Linked DNA regions of Mus musculus: region 1 is linked to region 2. A link is a contact called in public HiChIP or PLAC-seq data. All regions are on one chromosome and are shown on one strand. Each heading gives the region's core, a stretch centred on a gene start, on an enhancer-like site or on the middle of the called end of the contact. The rest is flanking DNA. Distances are from core to core; before and after follow the strand shown. Region 1 holds the start of Lgr6 (leucine-rich repeat-containing G protein-coupled receptor 6). Region 2 overlaps Adipor1 (adiponectin receptor 1).

Region 1 (6,387 bases), core at 2,377-4,876, 680 kb before region 2:
AGGGGCTTACTGTGAAAGGGATCAAAGACAGGCCTGGTCTTGTCCCAGCCACAGATGACTATTAGGTTACCACATCCAGGTCACCACTAGGTGGCTCTGTGGACCACCGTGCCCTGTCCAGAAGGAGTAGGGGTTAGGAGAACCCTGGGAGCCTTCTCTGTCAGGTTTGGGCAAGTAGGTAAGGTTTCTTGCCTGTGTCTAACCAGGAGCAGTATATCTACCTCTACAACTGTCTGAACAGCGCATTGAGGAACAGGCTGCCCCGAGCTAGGAAGTGACCTGTGCCCTGCTAGGCATCACGTTCCAGCAAATCCACCCAGGCCTGGCTTCCCCAGGAGAACAGATCTATCGGCCTCACGCTGTCAAAGGGCAGAGTCTGGGAATAAAGAGACATGGTCAAACTCATGGTTGTGTCTGCTTCTGCATCCTTCAATCTAGGGCATGGGTGACAGCCGGAGCTTGGTCTAGCTAAGCCTGTTGGCTAAAGCTGGCATACTCTTGACTATTCCCAGCTATTCCCTGTTCTCTAACCTTCTGCTTTTCCAGTGTATTCAGACATCAAACTTTCTACCTGTCTTAGTTACGGTTTCCATTGCTGTGAACAGACACCATGACCAAGGTAGCTCTTATAAAGGACATGATTTAATTGGGGCTGGCTTACAGGTTCAGAGGTTCCGTCCATTATCATCAATGTGGTTCGCATGGCGGTGTTCAGGCAGGCATGGCACTGGAGGAGCTGAGAAATCTACATCTTGTTTCAAAGATAAACAGAGAACTGGCTTCCAGGCAGCTAGGATGAGGGTCCTTAAAGCCTATGCCCACGGTGACACACTTCCTCCAACAAGGCCATATCTCCAAATAGTGCCACTCCCTGGGCCAAGTATATTCAAACTACTCCTAACATCCTGCGATGCTGAGCCCTATTTACTTATTGTTCTTTCTCCATTTTTCTCATCTGCCACTGGACCCCCTTGTCTATCTCCAGGGGCTATCCTCAGTCACTGTAGGCTCCTTGCCAGAGTAGAGGTGCTAATGCCACACTGTGACCCTTAAGTAAGGAACCAGGGGTGGCTCTGGTTGAACCTGTCAAGTTTCCCCCATTCCTGCACTGTCTTCCTTTCTTTTATACAGGCCACGCCCATGGCAGCAGTAGCCAGGTTTCTCATTGGCTAACTTGGTTCTTAGCCGTATGCAAGGGTCCGATGGTCTGCTTCGGTGAAGAAGTGGAAGGAAAGCTTTATGGGTCCTGGGAGGTAGTCAGTTTGTAGAATTCTTGCCTTGTATGCATGATATCCCGGTCCAGGGTTTGATCCCCTAATAGCGCATAGACTATGCATGGTAGCCCATGACTGGAATCCCAGCACTCAGGATGTAAAGACAAGAAGATCCGAACTCAAGATCATCCTTAGCTACATAGCAAGGGTGAGGCTAGCCTGGGCTACAGGAGATCCTGACTCAAGAAACAAAAGTAACAAAAAAACCCTAAGTAACAAAAGGGGGCGCTGGGCTGTCAGAAGCTCAATGGGCACCAGTGCTTGGTGCCAAACCTGATAACCTGGGCTCAATCTCTGGGACACATATGGTGATGGAGAGAATGGACTCCCACCGATTGGTCTCTGGTTACATACTTACGTCATGTGCCATGGCACATGTGCCCATGCTACCCTTACACAAAATGTGTGTGTGTGTGTGTGTGTGTGTGTGTGTGCCTGCATGTATGTCTGTGTGAGAGTGTCAGATCTTGGAGATACAGTTGTGAGTTGCCACGTGGTTGCTGGGAATTGAACCTGTGTCCTCTGGAAGAGCAGTGCTCTTAACCACTGAACCGTCTCTACAATCATACCCATACACAAGACAAGTGTACTTAAAAAAAAAGTGGGGCTTTCTACTAGCGAGGAGCTTTCCCAAAGTGAGAATGGGTTCTTGTGACCCCCTAGGACTGAACATTAATGTTTTCTTCAGTACTGCATTTCTCAGGAGTCCAAGGGTTGGCCCCAGAGTGACTCTCCATCCTGTGGGCAGGCTGGACACTCAGCTCTGAGTTGCCCAAGCCCACTTCAGAAGGCTGCTCCAGAGGTGGAAAGGGGCCCAAGTGTGATTTTCCAGCTTTGGCTGGGGACTTGGAGCAGCATGAATGGTGTGTGTGTGTGTGTGTGTGTGTGTGTGTGTGTGTGTGTGTGTATGAGGGGTTAGAGCCAAGGTGAAGGCAAGGGGTAAGCGAGAGTAAATACAGAGGGGGCTTCTGCTTGCAGGTCTGTGTGGCTGTGGAGGGACCTTCTTACAGGCTCATCTTGTAGTTCTATCACAGCTGCGGCTGGAGCCCTGGAAGCACAGCACAGTTCTTTTGGCTTCTTGGTCTGACTATGCAGCTTCCCCTCTGCGGGCCCTGCGGCGTCCGCAAAGATAGAGAGGGGTTGATGAAGTGTTTGGGATATAGAAGTAAAAGGTGGAGGGTATCTTGGCTACCTCCGTGTGGTCCTCATGGACCATGGGGATCAAACTGCTCCCAACTTGGTCTAGTTCCATCCTGGGGCTTGGCTCAGGGAAAGATCTGGAGACCAGAGAAAGCAAAAGGACACGTGAAGGAAGCACTGCTAGCCCAGGCTGGCCTAAGAAGAGAGCTGAGTCTTGACTCCAGTTTTAGCCACTATTGCCCTTGCTCTCCAAGGTCCTGGGATTATAGATGGATTATAGATGGAATCGGGCCCTTAAGGTGCTTGAGCTGCATCTGTAGTACTGGGCCTCCAGGTGGCGCCAATCAGCCGACTCGCTGGCAAGCTCTGGCAACCAGCTGTGCGGAGGGCAGCCCCTCTGCTGTCCTGGGTCCCGAGATCAAGGTTCAGGGTGATCTCTAGACCTTAGATCTTATAGTCTACATGAGTTCATTTCCATGCCCTGTGCATCAGGTGGAATCTACGCCAGTTGCTTGGTGTTGAGGAGTGGCTCCTCAATGAGGGGGCCCCTCCTCATTCCTACTACCAACCTGCGACCACGTCCTTCCTCCTTGAGACCTTCTTCCTTCCCTGGTCGGAATGGGTGTAAAGGAGTGATCTGGGCACTAGTTCTGAGGCTGTCCCCAACTGCCGTGTGACCTTGAACATCTCTTTCTCTCGGGTCTCTTTTCCCATCAGCCTAAAATCTGGTAGTGGGGCTCAAGTCTGTGGAACTCTCTTTTGTTGTTGTTTTTTTGTTTTGTTTTGTTTTTTGTTTGTTTGTTTCTCCCCTGATGGTCTCTGGTCCCTTGAGACCCTGTGGCTGTTCCCAAAGTCAAAAAGAATTCGACCCCATAGGCCCAGCTCTGGGGCACCCTTTCTAAACAAGTGCAGGTCTCTGATGTGCTGGCCCTTCCTAGCTTTCTTTGGGTTTCTTTGCTTTCTTCACCGCCCCTCTCCTACCCCACGCCCCCGATGAAATTCCTGCCAGCTGGGAAGGAAGGAGGGAAGGGGAGCGAGCCACAGCGTAGAAAGTTTCCTTGACTCCTCCTCCCAGCCCCCCCACCCCACCCCCGTGTCTCCCTCCCTCGCCAAGCCCAGCCTGTGAAACTGAATAACGAAGATCACTCAACAATGCCTGCCCCTCTCTGACTGCACCGTCCCGCCGCCGCTGCCGCCGCCGCGCCCAAGCCAAGTCGAGCGGGGGCGTTGCCCACCGACGGCGCAGCCCTCGGGCCCGCCCGGGACCAGGAGGTGAGCCGCGCGCGCACAACTCCGTGCGCTCGCCCGTCTGAGCGCCCGCCAGGTGCCCCGCAGCCCGCCGCCGAGATGCACAGCCCGCCTGGGCTCCTGGCGCTGTGGCTTTGCGCTGTGCTGTGCGCATCGGCGCGCGCGGGCAGCGACCCCCAGCCTGGCCCGGGGCGTCCCGCCTGCCCGGCTCCCTGCCACTGCCAGGAGGACGGCATCATGCTGTCCGCTGACTGCTCCGAGCTCGGGCTCTCAGTGGTGCCTGCGGACCTGGACCCCCTGACGGCTTACCTGTGAGTACTCACCTGCTGGTACCTGTTATTCGTAATGGCCGCCTGCCCCGCAAACACTCGTTTGGTGCCCTTGGACATGCGCATCCCCAAGAGGGCTCTTCCTTTTCCAAGAGTGAAGGACTGGGAAGCTAGTCTTAGAACTTGGGAAACTGAGGCAAGAAATGAGCCTAGGCCTCCCTGCTACCTTTCCCAGGTGTTTCTCCCCCACCCCTATGGGCTTAATGTGGGACCTGGTGAAGTGCAGTGTGAACGCCAAGCAAGAAAGTGGTGTGTGTGTGTGTGTGTGTGTGTGTGTGTGTGTGTGTGTGTGTGACAGTATATTCTTTTGCTGTCCTCCTCAGAAGAACACTGCCCAGGATTGATGAAGGCAAAAGTTAGTGCTCTGTTAGGAGGTGAGGGAAGTTTGCCCTGGTAGGGATGAAATGGGTTCTTCCACCACAGCAGGAAGCGGCACTGCCCCACTGAGGCAGGGGGCTTTGGTGAAGGGTCCACGCAGCTCTCCTCTCCTTAGTTAGGGACTCTGCCAGTACCATCTTCTTGTGTGGAGGTCTCCTACCCCCTCCCCAGGCCTCCCTGAAGTCTTGTCCCAGGAGGCTGTGTTAGAGACACTAATTTGTGGGCAGGCTTCAAGACTGAAAACCAGAGAACCATTTTTAGAGTCTGAGTTGGGGTGAGGTGGTGCACGAAGGGGACCCTATTGGGGGTAGCCGGCTCAGAATCGGGAGAGCCGGAAGCTGTAGCTGATCACTACCTGGGCAGGAGTGGGTGGGAGCATAGCCCGGACCTCTTGGCCCTGACCCCTGCTGCAGGGAGAGGAAACCCCCTGGCCTCCCCTGCTATCCCTTAGAAGAAGGAGAGAAGGTGGGAAGATCTGGGTAGAAAGTCTGGCCAGAGCTCCCTCAGGCCTGAGAGAGGCTCTCTCGGCTTTGGGATCCTAGAATTGAGGATCGCTGAGGAAGAGGCAGCCGGGCTTGTTCCCAGAGGCTCGGCAATAGAGCTGGTGGGGCCAGGGTGCGATGAGAGGGTGGTGTCCTGGTAAAAGTGGGGGATCCTGAACTAGTGCCCCTTGTGGGGCTCCTTCCATATCGCGATTACCTCCCCGCCCCCATATCCTTCTTCACTCCAAAAGAAACAGTTGTGGGAACAGAAACACCCATATTCCAGAAGGACAAACCAAGTCCTGTACAGCCCCTAGGGGTGATGGGAGAGGTGGGCACAGGTATTCACAGCAGAGCTGTGAGGGTGCCCAGCACCAAGCAGAGAGCAGCAGGTCTGGGCCCACCGCCATCACACCCCAGAAATTCCATTTCTAGCAGTTTAATACATTAGGGGTCTATGACACTGTTTCTTTGGAAGACAGGGAAGATGGCTAAAAAGACTTTAGAAATAACTTCTATTCAGCCTTCCAGGACAGCAGAAAAGAGGCCTCTTGCCTGTGTTAAAGGAACAGAGAGGACACAGGACCTTTCAGAGGGTGGCAGGTCAGGCCACATTTCTCAGCAACCAAAATTTTCTAGAGTAATCTGTGGACTTTTTTTTTTTTTTTTTTCCTGGCAGGGCTTGGGAATAAGGATAGAGTTTCACTTTGGGGATCCAAGTATTCCACGTTCCATGGTGACAACAGTTCCGTGACACTTTGACCCAGTGCCCTCTGATATGCGGGGTATCTTTGGGTTAGAAGAGGTGAAGGTTTCTGAGCTCTTCCTGAGTCTTTGTGGGTGTCAAGGAAGCCTTTGAGTTTCCGAGGGTAGGAGAAGGGAGTCACGGGTGTGGGTCCTGGGTGATCCGGAGATTTTTTTCAGCAATATACACAGCGTTGCAGAGAGCTGGAAAGACCCATCCTCCTGCCTGGGCTGTGCAGGGGTCCCAGTGGGGGGTGGAGGAGGGGCTTCTACTATCTGTAGATAGCTCAGAGGTGGAGCCTTCCCTCTTTGCTTTCTCAGGGGAGCTGCGAGGACATTTTACATCTCTCTCTCTCTCTCTCTCTCTCTCTCTCTCTCTCTCTCTCTCTCTCTCTGTGTGTGTGTGTGTGTGTATCTATGTTGGTGTGCACATGTCTGCAGGTACATGTTCAGTGTGTGTGGAGGCCAGGGGTCAACCGCAGGTGTCACATCTCAGGAGCTGTCCCTTTGGTTTGGTTTTGTCTTTGTTTTTTGAGACAGTGTCCCATGCTAACCTGGAGCTCATTGAGTGATCTAGGCGGGGAGTCCCAGGGATCTGCTCATATTCCTCACCTGGCGCTGGGGAATGACCAAGTGCACACCACCATTTCTGACTCTTTTTGCATGAACTCTGGGGAATGACCAAGTGCACGCCACCATTTCTGACTCTTTTTGCATGAACTCTGCAGGTAGAAACCAGATCTTCATGCCTGTGCATCACACACATCACTGTTCTGAGCTATCCTTCTAGCT
Region 2 (7,019 bases), core at 4,443-6,942:
CACAGAGAAACCCTATCTTAAAAAACAAAAAAAAAAAAAAAAAAAAAACAACAACAAAAACACAAAAAACCAAACAAGCAAAAAAAGAAGGGTGGCTCAGGAGTTAGAAGCACTGGCTGCTCTTGATAGGACCTGGGTTCCAGTCCTAGTACCCACATGGCAGCTCACAGCTATCTATATTCCAGGGGTCCAATATCCTCTTCTGGCCTCCGAAGGCACCAGGCATGCAAGTAGTGCATAGACTCATGTATGGGCAAAGCAACCACAAACACGTACATATAAAATAGAAAAAGAGCTATCTGAAAGCTTGTGGTAATCGATGGCATTGCTCCGTTTACTAAAAACTTGAGACTCTAGGTGAATCAACATGTAGGAAGATAAATGCTTGCTATTGTATTAGTTGCTACTAATTGTTATACACAAAAGTATTGTACTCTGGGCTGGTGTGATGGCTCAGTGGGTAAGAGCACCCGACTGCTCTTCTGAAGGTCCGGAGTTCAAATCCCAGCAACCACATGGTGGCTCACAACCATCTGTAACAAGATCTGACACCCTCTTCTGGAGTGTCTGAAGACAGCTACAGTGTACTTACATATAATCAATAAATAAATCTTTAAAAAAAAAAAAAGTATTGTACTCATCAAACCAGACATCCCACTCCTGGTAAAATGCACCAGAGTGTGTAGTTTTTTAATTTATGTTTGTTTTGGGATGGAGTCTTGATCTGTACATCTCCCTCGCTGCCTTGGAACACACGCAATCTTCCTGCTTCACCCTCCCAAGCACTGGGATAAGGATCACTACACCTGGCTTGGGAGTGCTAATTCTTATTCCCTTGTCTTAGTGCCTAGGAGTCAGTCACAAGAACAACTATGCTTGCTATATTTTCACAGCATCAAAGCACAGACATGCTTGAAGCTAAGTGAGCAACTGTATTATGACCTGACCCATTAGCACTGAAATACCAAGGGAAAACAGCTTTGAAAATTTGCGCCACTTTTCGAGTTTTAAACATAAATCAGTTTGTGTGGATTCTGTGAACTAAAACTTAGGGTTGAGCTGACTCAGCGCACGGTCCAATCCCCCTGAGCTCTACAGCACTGTCTTCCTACCCACTCAGCCCCCTTCCCTTTTCTTCTCCCCACTCTGGTATTAGGGATTGAGCCCCAAGTCTTGCACATACTGGGCAAGAGGCAAACACCCTTCCTTGTAACTGTTATGTCCAGCCCTTTTATCATTCCTTTGAGACAAGGTCACCTGGCTGGCCTTGAACTTGATCCAACCACACCAACCACCCTGAGTACTTGGAATTAAACCAGAGGTTCTCAACCTGTGGGTCTAGACCCCTTGGAAGGTTGAACCACCTTTTCACAGGGGTCTCCTAAGACCACCAGAAATCACAGATATTTACATTACTCTTCATAACAGCAGCAAAATTACAGCTATGAAGCAGTAGTGAAAAACAGCATTATGGCTGGGAATCAGCACAGCCTGAGGAGCTGCGTTAAGGGGTCACGGCACTAGAAAGGCCGAGAACCTCTGCATTAGAGGCCTGCAACGCCACTCACCTGCTCTTGTCTGCCGGTGCTTGGGAGTGGCAAACCGGTCCCACTGTGCCACAATGATGGCAGAGATGCCCAGGACACAGACGATGGAGAGGTAGATGAGCCGCGGCTGTGGGGAGCAGTAGAAGGAGTAATAGAGCCAGGGAACGAAGCTCCCCATAATCAGTAGAGCAATCCCTGAATAGTCCAGTCTAGAAGTAAGCCACAAAGATCAAACACGTGAGCATGAGAAAAGAATGCCTGTGGCTCATGACCCAGTTAACCGTCTCTCACCTGCACCCAGACCTGACTATCTCCAGCCTCAACACTCCCTATACTCTATCCTGTACCCAAACTCCTCAACACTCCCTATACTCTATCCTATACCCAAACTCCTCAAAGTTGAGAACATTTTGCTTTTCAGTAAAAATTCTCTAAAAGCTGGGTGGTGATGGTTCATGTCACTAATCATAGCACTAGGGAGGAAGAGGCAGGTGGATCTCCATGAGTTCCAAGCCAGCCTGCTCTAAGGAAGGAGTTCCAAGGCCCCCTACCCCCAACCCCCTTGAAAAAAATCTCTAAGAAGGCCAGGTGTGTGGTGCATACCTGTAATCCTAGCACTTGGATCGTGGAGGCAAAAGGTGGGGACGTTCAAGGCTACAGAGCAAACTCAAGTCCAGCCTGGGCTGTATCAGACACTTTCAGAACATAACACTCAGGCTCTGGTTATTTCCCCAATCTGATGGAGTTCTAAAACTAAAACCCTTGGATTAGGAGCATCATAGGGGATGCTTGTTTGTGAGACAAGGTCCTGCTAAAAGGCCTTATACTCATTAGGTAAACTGGTCTCCAGTTTTAGTTCCTTCTCCTGCCTCTGCCTCCTGAGTGCTAGAATTACAGTCATGTGCCACCGCATTCAGCATAACAAGTACTTCTGTTCCTGTTCTTATTGACTTTTTCCTTTAAATTATTTATTTGTGTGTTCACTATCACCTGAGTATTCATAGTTGGTTCCTGCCTTCTACCATGTGGGTCCCAGGACTGAACCTGGGTCATTAGGCGTGGTGGCAAGCACTTTTATTCACAGAATCACCAAACCAACTCTCCTGTTTTTGAAGAGAGCCTTGCTTTCTATCCCCGGATGACCTTGAAATCCAGTATGTAACCTGGGCTAGCCTGAAAGTCACAGCAGTTTTCCTGCCAATGTTAGCTACCAGACCTATTTTCTTCTTGATGATTTTAGACAAGGTCTTGCTATATTGTTCAGGCTTGTCTCAAATTTCTGAGCTCAAGTGGTCCTCCTGCCTCAGCCTACAGAGTAGCTTAGAATACAGGTGCACCCCACCCTCCTTGGACTTTAGGGTTTTTTTTTTTTTAAAGATTTTTTTATTTTTATTTATATGAGTACACTGTTACTGTTTTCAGACACACCAGAAAAGGGCATCAGATCCCACTACAAATGGTTGTGAGCCACCATGTAGTTGCTGGGAATTAAACTCAGGACCTCTGGAAGAGGTCTAGTTTTAAGAGCACTGACTAGTGCTCTTAACCGTGGAGCCATCTCTCCTGACCTAAAAATTTAGTTTGAACTTTGTTTTTTAAAAAATTTTATTTATTTCTCACCTTCCTTGAAACTGATGTGCAAAATAATACACATGCACTCTCATTACTGGTGAAATAAAACAATCTACCACTATCACTAAGAAAGCAGCAGCAACCACTACCCAAGTAAACAGCCCCATGCTGAGCGAGGGCCATGGAGTGCCCGGCAGATAGCTGATGCTTCTAGCACCGTCTGGCCAACAAGATAAGCCTTGCGTGGGGTCTGAAGCACAGACTGCTTGCCACACACCACTTGGCCCCAGTCAATAAAGATAAGCTAGTATTAGGTACATGGTGTTGAAAGCAATCCATCAGCACCTCAAGTTTCACAAAAGACACTACTGTCTCAGTAGAAAACATATCCCAGAATTGGTTTCCATCTGTTGAGGAGGTCGTGGGAAGCTTATTATGACGTTTTAGTTTCTATAAGAAAAACTTTGTCATTTTGCTCTAACAACAGAAGAGAAAACTTCACTTCCCCGGGCACAACAGGGATCCGTTAAGAATTCCAGCAGCTCCAAGTGCCTGCTCAGCCCTGGGACAAGATGTGACAATAACACACATGGTCTCTTGCTGTGGCTGGCCTTTCAACTTACTTGGAAAAAGTCCGAGAGACCTTCTCTGAATGACAGTAGACAGTGTGGAAGAGCCAGGAGAAACTGAGGCAGAGCACCGCGCCCAGGAAGAACATCCCGAAGACCACCTTCTCCTGCAGGGGAGCCATGAAGTACATATTTGGTCTCAGCATCGTCAAGATTCCCAGAAAGAGAAATAGCACAAAACCTGCACGAGACAAAAAGGAAAAACCACCCGTGAGGAAATCTGGACTACACACACCGAGGCAGCCACTGTTTCTATCAGTAAACAGGGGAATTAGCTATGTGAACTGCCATCAGCCAGCCAGACAAACCAAGACAGACACTTTTATCTTATTATCTCTTAAATAATTTACTTATTTTTATTTTATGTGTATCAGTGTTTTGTCTGCGTATGTGTCTGTGTGAGGATGTGTGAATGCCACGTGCATGCCGGGAGCTGAACCTGGATCCTCTGGAAGAACCACGAGTTTTCAACCACTGAGCTAACTCTCCAACCCTGACATTTTTATTTTGGGACAGGGTTTCATGTACTCCTGAATGGCCGCCAACCCCTGTGTAGCTAGGGTAACCCTGAACTTCTCACCTCCCTGCCTCCACCTCCTGAATACTGGGATTGCAGGCATGTGCCACCATGCCCAGTCTACTCAGTGCTAGGAGTCAAAGCCAGGGCTTCTTGGAGCTAGGCAAGCACACACTCGTAGGCCACAAAAGTATTAGTCTGTGAATGGTGGCAGTTTGTTTTTAGAGTGGCAAGTTAGGAATCATGAGTTCCCACTACACAGATGTTCCAGCAAGAAGCCAAAGCCAAGATGCAGCGCCATTCCCTCATGTTCTGGGTCTTCTGTCTTGTGGTAAAGACCAGCAATCAACTATCAAGTAAGGTGAACAATAACCTAAAAGGCCAGACTCCTGATATCAACTATTCAGAAACATTTTATTCTCTCCCCATGGACAAATTCCTTGGCAAGTAAGATTGGAATTCCTTTTTTGTTTATTTCTTTGGTTAGCCTGGAACTCCTATGTAAACCAGGTTGGCCTTGAACTCACAGAGATCGAAGTGCCGGAACTAAAGGAGTGCATCGCCACCAACAACCCATGACTAGAATGGTGCCCAGTGGTACAGCACGCATCACTACAAACTTTTTTTTTTTCCTCATCCAAATCACTCACCAAGCAGATGTGTCCAGATGTTGCCAGTCTCTGTGTGGATGCGGAAGATGCTCTTGAAGCAAGCCCGAAAGGAGGGCATAGGTGGTCTGTGGCCATGTAGCAGGTAGTCGTTGTCTTTCAGCCAGTCAGGAAGCACATCATACGGGATGACTCTCCAACGTCCCTCCCAGACCTACAACACACACGACGCCTTTAGATGGGCTGTAGTGAAAAGGAGCTTTCCTGGGGAAACCGCACTGAAGAGAACCTGCTTAGGAGGTGGTCACTCAGGCTTCAGGTGGTGCCAAGTCCCAGGGGAATAAGGCTAGCCTTGGAGATACCCAGCAGGGGACTGGCTGATATGTTGGCCACTTTATAGGGAACCTCCTTTATGCTCCTTGAATTTTCAAAATTAATATACTGAGAGAAGACAAAGAAATCCTAAGCATGTTTTTCACAAACACAAATCTCTCCTGATGTTTTCCTGGAGTCTTCTGGCTCCTGCTCCTCTCTCCTTGTTTACTCCTCTGAAGTCCTTACTGTGCTAATTCTGTATCTTTGTAAAGCAGTAATTCGTTCTTCTTCATTTTAAGTTATATTTATTTATTTTATATGTGTATGTGTGGGCATACAAGTGCAACAGTGTACATGTGAAAATCAGAAAATTCCCACAATTTGTGAGAATTACTCTCTTTTTTTAACCACGAGGATCAAGGGATTGACCTTAGGTCATCAAGCAAGTGCTCTTCAACTCCAGGTAGGCTCGCCAGTTAGAGACATCCCAGAGACCTCGGCTCCACCCTGCCCCGCCCCTTCCCAGAGACCTCGGCTCCACCCTGCCCCCACCCCTTCCCAGCTCTAGGCTACACCTTATACACGAACTCCTCCATCTTCTCCATGGCATGGTGGGCTTGCAGAGGAAGCGTCAGCACCCGCACCTCCTCCTCCTCTTCCTGAGGCACCGGGCATGCTTGATCTTCCTCAGCCTAAAGGAACACAACAACAGTCTAGACATCAACTCCTAAACTGCACGTTTCTGGGGAGATCCAAACTCACAGCTTCACCCTCAGAACGCTGGCCCTCCGCCCCCACAGCATGATACTGAGTTGGCCACAGTCGCCTGAGATTCCTACTTTATCTACACTGGGTGAAAGTTTGGTTTGGCACACAAGACGCAGACTGAGACTATCATTGGAAGAACACAGGCTTAGTGCACCAAGCCTAGACATTATTTAAATTTTAATTTCTTACTTATTTAAACTTTATTATGAGTATATGTTGCCTTAGATGTTATGTGCCTGTTCTCTTAAAACATTTTTTACAATTTTAGTGTAGGTGTGCGTGCGTGCACGCGCACACATGCACTCATCAAGACAGCTTGAGGAAATTGGTTCTCTCCTACTCTGTAGGTTCCAGGGATCAACCTCAGCTCATCAGGCTAGACGGCAGCACCTTTACTCACTGGGCCCTCTTGCCTGAGAGATCTCCATTTGCCCCAGTGGAAGGGATTTTTGTCTATTACCTTAATTCAGGTCTATTTAGTGATTATTTTACTGCACTTCTTCTGCTGGACACTGAGTTTACAAAAGTACTGTGTGCTCTTTTGGGAAATTAACTCCCAAAGCTCAGAGACAAAAATAAAGACACCTAAACCAAGCACAATCAAGACACATCCAGAACTATCCCCAGGGTCCTATGGGTAATTTAAAAGGGAGGGAGATCTTAAACTGAGACTGAATAGATTCAGCAGGGCACTGGTCAAGCGAGCAACTCTGGGAAACAGTTTACCTTGGCTGGGCTGCTGGCTGCCCGCTTGCCCTTCTCCTCCAGCAGGGGCCCCAGCTCAGCCAGCTCCACTGTGTCAGCTTCTCTGTTACCAGAAGGAGCCCCATTGCCTTGTGCCCCGGCAGAGCCTTTGTGGGAAGACATCTGGCTGGTACCTCAGTGCCTGGCAGCTTCAGCTTGAAGAAAGGTTGGGGTCTCTCAGCCCCAGAGGGCAGAGATCTTCCTGTGATGGTGGACACTGCAGATACAAACATGACAACACCGGATTCATTTCTGTAATGCTATACTGAATATGACATAGCTAATCAGCTTACCCTGCCTCTAACTGTAAAGGCTAGCT

What was found. HiChIP or PLAC-seq counts read pairs in DNA pulled down with a chosen protein or histone mark.
Region 1: a contact with region 2 is called in an H3K27ac HiChIP or PLAC-seq map of embryonic stem cells, with 5 times the contacts expected there. The contact joins the promoter of Lgr6 here to the enhancer-like site in region 2. A contact is called at or near these places in 4 of 39 promoter capture datasets (the 3T3-L1 cell line, the HPC-7 cell line, hippocampal neurons and 1 more), 1 of 484 Hi-C or Micro-C datasets (embryonic stem cells) and 3 of 115 datasets of contacts at active chromatin or transcription factors (embryonic stem cells and thymic regulatory T cells).

The regions. Positions count from the first base shown.
Region 1 is chr1:135,102,515-135,108,901 of GRCm38.p6, reverse strand. It overlaps Lgr6 (leucine-rich repeat-containing G protein-coupled receptor 6), which reads left to right and starts at 3,626. Exons shown (of 18, transcript NM_001033409.3): 1 at 3,626-3,973. The coding sequence starts at 3,762. It also overlaps the pseudogene Ptprv.
Region 2 is chr1:134,422,819-134,429,837 of GRCm38.p6, reverse strand. It overlaps Adipor1 (adiponectin receptor 1), which reads right to left. Exons shown (of 8, transcript NM_028320.4): 2 at 6,683-6,917; 3 at 5,764-5,880; 4 at 4,916-5,087; 5 at 3,743-3,929; 6 at 1,569-1,756. The coding sequence starts at 6,823. Among named protein-coding and RNA genes, the nearest start is that of Adipor1, 11 kb to the right of the region's middle. Within about 2 kb of position 5,692, at least 18 of the 459 cell types and tissues checked have an H3K27ac peak or open chromatin away from gene starts, as enhancers often do. A contact at or near this core is called in embryonic stem cells, where this site is marked.